Linked DNA regions of Sus scrofa: region 2 is linked to region 1. A link is a contact called in public HiChIP or PLAC-seq data. All regions are on one chromosome and are shown on one strand. The core of a region is the stretch at or near the end of the contact, and the rest is flanking DNA. Distances in the headings are between cores, read along the strand shown. Region 1 has its middle 19 kb from the start of TLR10. Region 2 overlaps TLR6 (toll like receptor 6).

The links. HiChIP or PLAC-seq counts read pairs in DNA pulled down with a chosen protein or histone mark.
Region 2: an H3K27ac HiChIP or PLAC-seq map of alveolar macrophages shows a contact between it and region 1. The contact joins two enhancer-like sites. A contact is called at or near these places in 16 of 47 Hi-C or Micro-C datasets (alveolar macrophages, blood, embryonic fibroblasts and 7 more) and 1 of 2 datasets of contacts at active chromatin or transcription factors (alveolar macrophages).

Annotation. Positions count from the first base shown.
Region 1 is chr8:30,112,104-30,118,920 of Sscrofa11.1, forward strand. No RefSeq gene overlaps it. Among named protein-coding and RNA genes, the nearest start is that of TLR10, 19 kb to the right of the region's middle. Within about 2 kb of position 3,183, at least 49 of the 83 cell types and tissues checked have an H3K27ac peak or open chromatin away from gene starts, as enhancers often do. A contact at or near this core is called in alveolar macrophages, where this site is marked.
Region 2 is chr8:30,166,929-30,173,780 of Sscrofa11.1, forward strand. The region is part of intron 1 of TLR6 (toll like receptor 6); the gene reads right to left. Among named protein-coding and RNA genes, the nearest start is that of TLR6, 10 kb to the right of the region's middle. Within about 2 kb of position 1,628, at least 5 of the 83 cell types and tissues checked have an H3K27ac peak or open chromatin away from gene starts, as enhancers often do. A contact at or near this core is called in alveolar macrophages, where this site is marked.

The DNA of each region.
Region 1 (6,817 bases), core at 1,933-4,432:
GTGATGGGTCCATTCATCGTTTCTATTTCATCTTGGGTTTTTTTATACAACATTATTCTAGCAATAACTACATAGCACAATAACTTAAAAGAAACATTTTTGGAAGGATGTTGGGGGCTCACAGAATCAATAATGGTGGAGATGAGGAAACAGGCAGAAACTAGGATATTTCTGGAGGATAGGATTCAAACACCAGCAAGAAGTCTAAAGGGAGGTTCTGGAAGGCTGGCATGAAATAGAGTTCTATTTCTTTGATCCTCCAGTCAAGCTTCAAATAGCTGGAAGAGATGATGTAACTGTCCTCACTTGGGCCACCTCCCTACCCATTAAGGAGGGAATTCTGGAATCTTGGTCCCTGTCTCCCAGACTACATCCAGCAGGAAGAAAGGATGCCCAAAAGGAAATGATGGACTTTTCTTTCTTTCTTTCTTTCTTTTTTTGTCTTTTTAGGGCCAAACCCACGGCATATGGAGGTTCCCAGGCTAGAGGTCGAATTAGAACTGTAGCCTACGCCACAGCCACAGCAACACGGGATCTGAGCCATGTCTGTGACCTACACCATAGCTCATGGCAACACCAGATCCTTCTCTCACTGAGCCAGGCCAGGGATCGAACCTACATCCTCATGGATGCTAGTCAGATTCGTTTCTGCTGAGCCATGATGGGAACTCTGGAAAATGATGGACTTTTAATAAGAGGGGATTGAAACTGGGCAGCCAGAAATACAAAATGGCCAAGACTTGCACTGACCAAGCAACCTTCTGCTTATGCTCTTTCTTCCACCGAGGGCCTGCGGAAGAGAATTCCCACCAGCACATACACTTATTTGGCCAACTCGGCAATGATATTTTTCACAGTAAAACTCATGCTTGATCTTGAGAGAAGGCTATCTGTTACTTCCAGTACTGTTTTCCTGTATCTATGTAGGACCTACCTATGCATTCCAAGTGACTTAACCAAGGCACTGCTTCCTGGGAAGGGTCATGTTAGCCACCATCTGGCCTCCTAGAGGTCTCCTCTGAGGCTATCCTTTTCTACTGGCAACACAGACAAGAGGATTAATCTAGACAGAGCCAAGGAGGAGCAACAAGCAAGTCAGTTGGTATTAGATTTTACTTTGAAAACCTGGATAATCAGATTAAGGCTTTCTCTTACATAACTAGCTAGACATTGTTGGAGATAACTTTGTGTTGGGGAGTAACTCAAACCGAACTGTGTTTTAGAGAGTTCTCTTGTGGCACAGTGGGTTAAGGATCCAGTGTTGTCACTGCAGAGGCTCGGGTTGCTGCTGTGGCACGGTTTCAACCCCTGGCCCGGGATCTTCCACATGCCAAGGATGCAGCCACACACACACACAAAGAATTGTGTGTTAGGAAAATGATTCTTTCTAGGGTGCATAGGTTGGAGAATAGAAGGGAGAAATTTTCCATGGAGTCTGTTTGTCTCTATAATGTCACTTTTCAAGCTACATGTGTAACCATGGGGAACTTTGAAATCCGTTTCATCCTCCCCAGAAGTCCCCCATCCAAGGCCAAGGCAAGCCTGATCCTGTCAATCATCAGAGACTAGATGAAATCTACCACATTCAGGATTGAGTGGTAAGGCATCAATAAAGGATTTGGGGTGTGCTTCCACGTTGGGGGCTTCCAGACTGCCTCTGGAGAGCTTTAGAGCTGTTGCAAGAGGTTCCAAGCTGACATATGCCTCCAACACAGTCTGAGGCTGGTTAATAACATATCTTATGTGCCTGCACTTCTCTTCCCTAAGTATATGTAGAAGTGATTGGGTTTAATTCAATGCAAAATCATTTTCAAATCATAATTCAATCAAAATCATTTTTGAGTCATAACAATTATTTCTTGTTAGTATAGATTTTTCTCAACCAATAAACATTACAAACAAAATTACTGCCAAATAGGGGTCCACAAACTAGAGATGATATAGCACCTATCTCCCTGAATTAACGTGAGGCTTAATTGACTAACTGCATGGAGGTGCTTAGAGCAGTGCTCAAAACAGTAAACATTCAAAAAATATCAACCACTGTTACAAAGCGAGCCTCATGTTTGAAAGGTGGGGATCACTCATCTAGATGATCTCTAGAACCATCCTTGTGCCACTTGTCTCAGTAGCTTTATGAATATTCTGATAAATCTTGTAAAATGGAAAGAAATACTTTGAGATCGGTTGATCCTGTTGTTCATGGTGCACAGAATGGCTGTGGCTATAAGCCGTTCACGAATCAGGTAGAGGGCATCCTTAGAAAAGGATCCCATCTCTTTGACAGCGTAGTGGAGAGAGGCCAAACCCGGAGCCCTTTGGGCACTAGTACGACTTCATCTGTTGCCTCCAGTGAGAATAATAAACTGCTGTTCTGTCAAATAGCCTCTTGCCCACCAGAAAGCGCAACAGCAACTACTAATATAACCACACGGTGTCGCTGTGACCCTTCACACGCGGGCCGGTCCCCGCGGGCAAGACCTCCGTTCAGTTTCAAAGTTTCTTAGTACTTCTCAAACCCTGTGGGGCATAAGAATCAGCTGGGGTCTTGTTTAAAAGGCAGATTCGAATTCAGTAAGTCTGGGATGGAGCCTGAAATCCTGCAGTACTAACAAGCTCTCAGGTGATACCCATGCTGGAGCTGTCAACATTTCTGCCTTGTTGGTTTGAAATGGGCGGGCAGTAAGAATTAAGGAGACTCGAAAAGCGGCCCCATTGCACGCCTTTCAGAGGTAGTGACGAGGCAGAGGAAAGAAAAATGAGAAACAAAAGAGAAAACGAGGGCGGCTTTCTTTTAACATTCCACATCCCACGAGCCTCCTGTGGTCCCGTCCTCGAAAGTGCGACTCATGTGGCAGGTGTCCCGTCAAGGTGAGCTGTGGAGAGGTCGGATGGGTCTTCTCGGTATATTCTTTCTCTGACACGAGGGCGGCTCATTAAAGACCTTACTGCCGAACGTGCAAAACGCTAAGTGGCCAAAGGCTTCAGCACACACTGCCCAGTTGCCCCCAAAGCCAAGTTAGGCTTCTAAAGGGTCCATACAGATGGGATGGAGCGAGCCAACCTGAGAACTGCGTGGTGGGCTAACCCCAAGGGACGTCTTGCTGCTGGAGTTGCTCTTGCATGCACAATAGGATCTATTTTAAGGTCGTGAACTTCTGCTTTCCGCCTCCGGAAAGGCCCGCGGGGAGCAACCAGCGAAGTGAAACTGCTTCTAACCGGACTTCTGTGAGGCCCTGGCTTCAAGGTTAGATGCGCGCTGCAAAATGGGATGTCGCAGTACCGCTGGCTCCCGCCATGCCTGCTGCTGTTTCTCTCTGTCCTTTTATTTATTTTTGGTCTGGTTTTTCTTTTTTCTTCTTCTTCTTCTTTTTTTTTTTTTTTTTTTTTTTTTTTTTTTTTTGTGGTCTTCGTCTCTCATTTGTGTCCTTTGGGGGCTTGAAGCTGGGTTTTAAGATAAAGATTTAAAAAGAAAAAACAAATGTCTATCTATTCAGTTTTTAATCTATTAGATCGATTCAGTTTAAAGCTTTTCCAGCTTTTTGCCTGTAAAGTCTAAGGAAGATGTTGGCTCTAGGTTTTTTCTAAGGTTCTGGCAACCGAGACAATCTCCCCCTCCGTCCTCTCCTGGGTCTCCGTAGGGAACAAAGCATTAAACTGCATCCGATTTGCATTAAAGTGGGAAGAAAAGCTTGGCTGTTGGGGTGTTCACTCCTCTCGGTTTATGTGCATAAATTGATATTCGTGAGACTCAGGGAGACTCTGGATCCCTGCTCAGTAGCTTGGAAATGCTGAGATGTTGAAACCAGTTTTGAGGAAAGCGCTTTTGTGTGTGTGTGTTTGCATCTTGTGTAACATGTAGTTCAGCTACTTATTTTGATTCTAAAAACCACAAATGTGGTTTGAGGGAGCTGATTTCCTGAACTTTTTGAAGAATAAGATGTTTTAAAATTCTAATGTAAACTTGCGATATAAATTGTCAAGTCTTAGAGGTATGATACCATTTTACAGTCTTTGCGTACTTATGGACCCTGAAATGATCATGTTCAGAAACCGAAAAAGGGAAATAGCAAAGGGCCCAAATTTGGTTTTGCCCAATGGGCTAATTATTCACAACTTCATCTGCATAATTTATTGTTAAGTATTAAAAGCATTTAGTGATTTTTCTTCACTTTTTTCAGAAAAATATTATAGAAAAGACCCCAAGTGTTTGACAATATTTTATTTTATTTTTTTATTTTTTTAGTCTTTTTTAGCTATTTCTTGGGCCGCTCCCGCGGCATATGGAGGTTCCCAGGCTAGGGGTCCAATCGGAGCTGTAGCCCCCGGCCTACTCCAGAGCCACAGCAACGTGGGATCCGAGCCGCGTCTGCAACCTACACCACAGCTCACGGCAATGCCGGATCCTTAACCCACTGAGCAAGGGCAGGGACCGAACCCGCAACCTCATGATTCCTAGTCGGATTCGTTAACCACTGCGCCACGACGGGAACTCCTGACAATATTTTAAATGAGCAGAAATTTAAACTTTCATGCTGTAAGAGTTATAGAAAAATTTCACCAGATCCTTGTTTTGATTATACATACTTACGGTACTATTTCGATTGGAATGAACATGCTGTGTTTTTCTCTTTCCTTTGGTGTCTCTTTAATTAGGCCTTTCTGAGCTGGTTATTTAGTCACAGTCACATTTTCTTTAAAGCTGACTGGTATACTTATAAGACTTGGTGGTTCATACTGTATATTTATGTGCACCCCAATTAATAATGTTCTATTTTTGATGGTTTATTTATCTATTTCTCTAGCAGAATCATTTAATATGACATCACATTTCAAATTACTATTTTTATTTTCGGATAAAACTCTAAGCACTAGTAGGATTGTCTTATGGTTCTCAATTTTTTTAATTGAGGCATAACGGACATAGTAATATGAGATTAGTTTCAGGGGTACCACATAACGATTTGCTCTTTGGATATGTTGCAGAAGGAGCATTGCAATAATTCTCATTAACATCTGTCACCATACATAGTTACCAAATGTTTTTCTTATAATGAGAACTTTTAGGATCTATGCTTTCAGCAGCTTTCAAATAAGCCAGTGTTATTAACTATAGTCCCCATGCTGTGTCTCACACCCCCATGACTTAGTTTATAGCTAGAAATTTGTACCTTTTGAGCCCCTTCACTCTTTTCACCCCCACTCTGACCCCTGCCTCTGGCAACCACCTACTGGTTTTCTGTATCTGTGAGCTTGGTTTTTTGGTTAGGTTTTGTTTTTGTTTGAGATTCCGCATCGAAGTGAGATCATGTAGTATTTGTCTTTCTCTTACTTCACTTTGCATAATGTCTTCAGGATCTACTCATGTCGTCACGGATGGCAAGATTTTTTTTTTTTTTGTCTTTTTGTCTTTTCTAGGGCCGAACCCTCGGCGTACGGAGGTTCCCAGGCTAGGGGTCCAGTCGGAGCTGTAGCCACTCACCTAGCCACAACCACAGCAACTTGGGATCCAAGCCACATCTGTGACCTATACCACAGCTCACGGCAGTGCCAGATCCTTAACCCACTGAGCGAGGCCAGGGATCGAACCTGCGTCCTCATGGATGCCAGGCAGATTCATTTCCACTGAGCCATGACAGGAACTTCTATACCACATTTTCTATATTCAGTCACCATCCATAGGCACTTAGGTTACTTCTCTCTTTTTGCTGTTCTAAATAGTGCAGCAATGAACGTGGGGGAGTGGATTCTTTTCAAATTAGTGTTTTTGTTCTCTTCACATAAGTACTCAGGTGTGGAATTGCTGGTCATGTGGTAGTTTTGTTTTTTAATTTTTTTGGTAAAAAAAAAAAAATCCCTACTGTGTTTTGCAATGCCTGCGTCAATTTACCTTTCTCTGTACGGTGCTCAAGAGCTCCCTTTTCTCCACATCCTCACCAACCTTGTCATTTCTGGCCTTTTTGATGATATCCATTCTGACGGGTGTGAGGTGGCATCTCATTGTGGTTTTGATTGCGTTTCGCTGATGATGAGTGAGCTGAGCTTGTTGACTTGGTGGGACTCTGGAACTAGCATTGCAGCTTTGGAATGCTGAGATGTGGACACCTAGTTTGACAAGAGAGATACTGAACCCACCACCAGATGGAACTCAGCATAGCTCCTCGCCTCAAGATAAATGGATTTGAGGGAGTTCCCTTCATGGTTCAGCAGTGAACAAGCCCAACCAGGATCTGTGAGGTTGCAGGTTTAGTCCCTGGTCTCGCTCAGTGGGTTAAGGATCCAGCGTTGCTGTGAGCTGTGGTGTAGGTCGCAGACTCGGTTTGGATCCCACGTTGCTGTGACAGTGGTGTAGGCCGGCTGTAGCTCTGATTCAAGTCCTAGCCTGGGAACGTCCATATGCCTCGGGTACAGCCCTAAAAAGCCAAAAAAAAAAAAAAAAAAAAAAAAAAGATAAACAGATTTGGGATTATCAGAAGAATGCACCCTTGGCATGAATGTTAGCACCATCTAGAAAGCACCTCCTTCAGCAATGTCAATAGTAAAGGTCCTTCAAGGACCTTGACAGTCCTCGGGTCCAGCCACCTGAGAGCTAGAATGGAGTAGAAGGGTGGCACCAAAGCATGAATGTGGCTGGCGGTGTGGGGTGTGAGCACACACAGGGCTCCTTGGGATGTCATAGAAGTGTTCATGGGGACCAAGAATTTGGGGGTCGTTGATGTGCCTTTTCTGAAGCCACAGGCAGTGAGGACTGGCAGCATTGGGGTTACACACGAAATCATGAACGCAGCTCTTATGCAGCGAGATACCTCCATCGAAA
Region 2 (6,852 bases), core at 378-2,877, 53 kb after region 1:
CTGTGGTGTAGGCCAGCAGATGTAGCTCCTATTTGACCCCTAGCCTGGGGACCTCCATACGCCACAGGTGCGGCCCTGAAAAGCAAAAATCAATATTGGTTCATCAATCATAATAAATGTTCCATACTAAAGCAAAATGTTGTAACAGGGGAAATTATGTGCAGTGGAGATGGGGTATATGAGAACTCTCATGTATTTCCTCAGTTTTTCTGTAAACATAAAACTGCTCTAAAAAATAAAGTTCATTAATTTTTAAAAAGAAGGAGAGAAGTCTGAATGATCCCTGAGGAAGCACAGGTACTGACTTACTAGACAAAGACTTTTTTTAAAAAGATTTTATTTCTTTTGACTATACTAAGAATGGAAACATAGTCTTATTATTTTTGGTCTTTCATCTTTTTAGGGCTGCACCCATGGTATATGGAGGTTCCCAGGCTAGGGGTCTAATTGGAGCTGTAGCTGCTGGCCTACATCACAGCCAAAGCCATGCCAGATCCGAGCTGTTGTCTGTGACCTACACCACAGCTCATGGCAATGCCAGATCCTAAACCCACTGAGTGAGGCCAGGGATTGAACCCGCAACCACGTGGTTCCTAGTTGGATTCGTTTCCACTGTGCCACGACAGGAACTCCTAGACAAAGACTTTAAATCAACTGTCTTGAAAGTTAATTACATGACTGTGGTCTCCTTTTGGTGGACTTAGAGAATACTTTCTGCTCTTTCAAAAGGCAGTGTTTTATCCCTGGCTGGTATAAGATTTTGATGAAATGTTGTACAAAAGGGAAGGCAAGGAGTTATTGCTAGAAACTACAAGACATTTTCAAGAGTCTACACCAGTATTCAATTTGGCAGGACACTTAGCCATCTGCTGCAACCAATGACTCTTCATTGGTGAAGGGTTAACAAATCCACTTCTCTCCTTCTCCATGGACTAATTTGATCTAACTCTTTTTCTGAAAACCTGATACATGGAGAATGTCAGCTGTATTATCAGAAAACATTATTTATGATAAAAATGACCATTGAATTGTAAATAGTATTCGGAAAGTTCTGTGTTTGAACTATTTAAACCAAGTAGAGAACCTGAGCTCTGTTTCCACCCCTGAGTCCTTCTTGGTAAACTTGGACCAAGTGTGGTCTATTAGGACTTATGGATCTGAATGTGGTGATGAGCCTGAGAAGTCCTCCAGGTGGGCATTGCAGAGCGTGCCAGCAGTGGGCTAGACTTTCAGATCCTCAACTCAGTTTGGCCAAAACAACATGAGAGGAAAAGGAAGGGGAGGAAGGTGGTTGACAGGTATGAAGGCCAGGTTGGTAGGTCCATCTGCCTGTAGCTTGATGGCTAAATCTCTATGGCATATACAGGGAATAAATCGTTTTGTGAGGGGAGATGAGGATAGGAATGAGGCCAAGTTTGTGTTAAAGGAAGAACTGCTTATACTCTTTACTTGCATGAACTGGATCTCACTAAAACCAGCTATAGCTGGGCTGGCAGAAATGATATTACCATTCATTGAGCCATTCTATAAGATACAATTAATACAGGTCAAACTGGGCACTGATGACTAGCTGAGGAGTCATGCAGCCCACAGACCCCATGCTTGTTACAAAGAGGTGAAAAAAAACTGTGCAAAAGGTCAAGCAAGAAGCCAGTCCTAGAAACTCAGACATACACTCATGCGTCTATACCACGTCGCTCTGGTCTGCACCAAAAACATCTATGAGCCCCAACAGGGCACAAAAGCTGGCAAGGACAGACAAGTATCCACAGCCACCTTACTCCACAGCAGCATCCTGAGAGCAGCAGTGCCAGCTGTGATGGCTACAGGGCATCCTCCTGCACCTACACCCGAGTGCCCACAACCATACCTGCCTGGGACCACCTATAGGTAGAGGTTAGAAGGGCTCTCACAGAATGGTGAGGGGCAGTTGAGATAACATACATACCCCACTCTTTCCAGTTACAGGAAATTTTTTTAGTCACAGGATCTCATTTTTGATTCAGTTCCCATAAAAATGGATATGTGTTTTTCCAACTCAGAACAAAAGCAAGAGATTCAGAGGGGCAGGATTTGGCACTTGATGATCTAAAGTCATCAACTTCATACAGTTGACACACTGATAAAACAGAAGTTAGAGAAAAATGCAAAAGCACACTGAAGAAATCAGAAAGCCTGCCAGGATAAATCTGTCGAATGTAAGAGAGAAAAATTTCCCCAGAGCCTAGTCTCACTGTACTATAACACATTACAGACACTGCCTCTCATGACAATGGTGCTGAGTGAATGAGAAAAGATTTCTTGGCTGAGGGGTGGAGGCAGGTGTACAAGCCCACAGAACCAATATTGCAACTAGGACAAAGGTCTAGAGCTGTGAGACTCACTCAACCCTGTTCAGGATCTGATCTGCAAAAAAAAAAAAAGCATCCAGGAGCCCTGATGGGACAAGAGCAGGCAACAGCATTTTTTTTAAACAGCTTATTATTTTTTTAACAGTATTTCTTAAGTAGGACCCTGTGTAACAAGAAAAATTGAGAACAGATTTTGACTATTTGCTGTCATTCAGTTTTATTAACAAAGGGATCCACTGTTCATCACTTGAGGGCAGATTGGAAATGGCAAAATAGTTAAGAGATGAGTAGGGTTTCAATTAGTCGCTCTTCAGAAGAGTAAAAACTCTTCTGGGCTGGGGAAATTTCATGACAAAATGGCATATAGTAGTTAAAAGTCCCTTCCTGCTCCTCCAATACAGAATTTTCCAACTGCCCACCAAAACACCCATGAACACACAGAAACTCTCAAAAACTTACTTTACCATTGAAAATAAAGGAGGATAGAAAATTAACAGCAGGATCCCAAAGCATCGACACTCAGAAAGACGTATCTAGAGCTATAGGAAGGAAAACCTATCCTACTCAAGCTTCGTTTTCAGGAAAATAGACACCTTCCGAAAAGTAGGAAGGAATTTTGTCCCTCTCATTGTTTGTCTCTGACTCAAATACTAAGGATGAGTAATGACCAGGTAATTAAGTAACATTTCTTTCACCACAATGCTACTGATGGGAGGGGGTCCGAATACTAAGTTCTCCTTCTACAGACCATCACCCTCCAGCTATCCAAGATTTCTACCCCTAGTCAGTGATGGACTAAAATAAGAAGTGAGCAAGAAGCATTCTCACCACTCCAATTCAACATAGTACTGAGAGTCCTAGCCAGAGCAACTAGGCAAGAAAAGGAAATAAAAGGCATCCAAATTGGAAAGGAAATGGTAAAATTATCTCTGTTTGCAGATGATATGATTTTATATAGAGAGAATCCTAAATATTTCACCAAAAAAACCCACACCACCTATTAGAATAAACAAATTCAGTAAGTTGCAGGATATAAAACAAACATACAAAATCAGTTGTGCTTCTATGCACTAACAACAAAGTATATGAAAAATAAAGAAAACGATCCCATTTACGAATGCATCGAAAAGACTAAAATACCTATGAATGAATTTAACCAAGGAGGTTAAAGACCTGTACCTTGAAAACTATAAGGCACTGATGAAAGAACTTGGAAAAGACACAAATATATGCAATGTCCATGGATCAGAAGACTTAACATTGTTAAAATATCCATACTACCCAAAGCCATCTGTAGATTCAGTGCATTTCCTATCAAATTCCAATGGCATTTTCCACAGAAATGAAAAAAAAATTCCTACAATTCATATGGAATCACAAAAGTCCCTGAACACCCAAAACAATCTGAAAGAGAACAAAACTGGAGCATTATACTTCCTGATTTCAAACTGTATTACAAAGCTATAGTAATCAAAAAATATGGTATTGGCATAATATGATACACATGCCAGTGGAACAAAATCAAGAGCCAAAACATAAGCTATACGTATATGGTCAATAATTGACAAGAGAGTCAAGAATACTCAACAGGTAAAGGATTGTCTCACCAAAAAATGGTGTTGGGAAGAATGGATATGCACATGTAAAAGAATAGAATTGGACCCCTATCTTGTTGGGAGACATGTTTCTACAATCTTTTCTTAGCCTCTTTGCTACTATCTTCTATGCTGAAAACTCCATCTTGTCCTGCTTTACTTTACCCCATATTCCTGCTTGAAAAACAGTCCCAGTGCTGGTAAATAACTTTAAGAACAAAGACCAAAAGGCATAAGTTATTCATATGGTCAGCTGAATGAGGACATAATGCATTGGTCTAGGCATGCTGGACCTGTGCAGATAGGCACGCCCATTTGCACAGCATGCTATGTCCTGTTAAAATAAGAGAGAGAGGAATCTCATGGTCCCAGGGAGTTTATGAGTGGTCGTTAGCAGAATATGCATTGGCAAGGAGAATGAGGTGCAAACCTAGGCACCCAGGTTAAGCATGCCATAAGCTTAACCGCAGATTAAGCTTATGGCAGATAAACATGCCATCTGAGGAAGCACAATGCTGATTCTCTAGATGCCATGCATAGACAGCTAATGCCAGGCTTCCTCAGTGCTAATGACTGTTAAATACCTAAAGGTCAGAATAAAAGCTTAACCAGCTACCAGCTATGTGACTTTTAAAATAATAAAAGAACTTTTAAAATAATAAAAGAACTATATCCTGCACCTACAACCCCCTCCTCACTTGATGTAATCCTAAAGAGCACAATAAAAGCAGTAAGGGGAGTTCCTGTCGTGGCGCAGTGGTTAACGAATCTGACTAGGAACCATGAGGTTGCGGGTTCGGTCCCTGCCCTTGGTCAGTGGGTTAACGATCCGGCGTTGCTGTGACCTGTGGTGTAGGTTGCAGACACGGCTTGGATCCAGCGTTGCTGTGGCTCTGGCATAGGCCAGCAGCTACAGCTCCGATTCGACCCCTAGCCTGGGAAACTCTATATGCCGCGGGAGTGGCCCAAGAAATAGCAAAAAGACAAAAAAAAAAAAAAAAAAGCAGTAAGGTTTCCTTCGACCCCTAGCCTGGGAACCTCCATATGCCACGGGAAGTGGCCCTAGAAAAGGCAAAAAGACAAAAAAAAAAAAAAAAAAAAAAGCAGTATGGTTTCTTGAGGCAGCGCTCTTGAAGCAGCCCTTAGGTCTCTTGGTCCCTGATACCTCGAGTCCCCAGGTTCCTACCTTTAATTAAGATAAATGTCTCTGTGTCTTGTTTTATGTTAACTTTTTCTTAAGTCTCACAGCATCTGTTCTTCAGCTGGCACCTGCTGAGCTGGTCTCGGCACTATCTTATCCCACTCACTAAAAATTTATGCTAAATGGATTAAAGACTTAACTATAAGAACTGAATCATAAAACTCCTAGAGAAAAAAAAAAAAAAAGTAAAAAAGTTCCCCAGTCTTAGAAATGATTTTTTTGAATCTGATACCAAAAACATAAGTAATAAATAGAAAAATAAATAAGTGGGGCTACATCAAGCTAAAAATCTTCTGCACAGCAACAGAAATAATCAACAAAATGAAAACTCAACCTACAGAATAAGAGAAAATATTTATAAACCATTTTATCTGGCAAGGGGTTAATATTCAAAATAATAAGGAACTCATACAACTCTGTAGCTAAAACAAATTTAAAAAATAATTTTATTTAAAAAATGGACAGAAGACCTAAATAGATACTTTTCCAAAGAAAACAGATAGACATCCAACAGGTATATGAAAAGATGCTCAACATCACTAAACATCAGAGAAATACAAATCAAAGTCATAGCGAGATATCACCTTACATCTGTTAGAATGGCTATTATCAAAAAGACAGATAATCTGTTGTGGCTCAGTGGATTACAAACCTGACTAGTATCCTTGAGGATGCAGGTTCAATCCCTGGCCTCACTCAGTGGGTTAAGGATTCAGCATTGCTATAAGCTGTGGTGTAGGTCACAGATGTGGCTGGGATTCTCTGTTTCTTTGGCTGTGGTGTAGCTCAGCAGCTGCAGCTCCAATTCAATCCCTAGCCTGAGAATTTCATATGCCATGGGTGCAGCCCTAAGAAACAAAACAAAACTTCCAGATGTAAGACAAACAGGCTCTGGGGATCTACTGTGCAGCCTGGTGCTGTTGGGGAGATGGCTCGGATCGTCAGCGTCGGAAAATAAGACACATGAACATGGGGAGATCTCGACAAGGCTCTTTACTTCTGCAGAAGGGCGCGGGTACTCAAAAAGCGCACGCACAGAAAAGACATTATCCCTAACGCAGGTGATGTACCTGTCCCCTTCCCATTGGTCACGTCAGGGCGACATTCTTCCCGGTTGGCTAATTTGAAACAAACTGTTACTGGGAGAAGAGGGAAGAGGAGGGGCTGCAAAATGGAGTAATGGGAGATTTCCTTTGATAGAAAAGATATTATGTTACTTTCCACAGTGCCTATAGTTAACCATACTGTATAATATACTTGAAAGTTGTTAAGAGAGTAGATCATAAGTATTACCCCCCCACCCACACTAAAAGGAAATTATGTCAAGTGATGGATATGGGTAACTAACCTTATCGTGGTAATGTCTTTGCAATACATATGTGTGTTAAATCGTCACGTTGTAGACCTTAAACCTGCACAATGTTATATGCCAATTATATCTCAATAAAACTGAAAAATACAAAGAACTGGGCAAGAGGTAGGGAGGGACTTGAGGCGGCACATTGCATTCTGAGTGGTGTAAGCCATGCAACAGTATTTGTAAATGGTAAGAACACTAGCAAGTACATTCATCAGAAATTGCAGTTTGTATATATCATACTCCATTAGGTCAAAGTGTTAGAGGGTTGAGCAATGAGACTAAGAGAAACTACTATTTTATACTCATAGTATAAAGTCATCTGTTAAAACAAATAGCCTACAATGA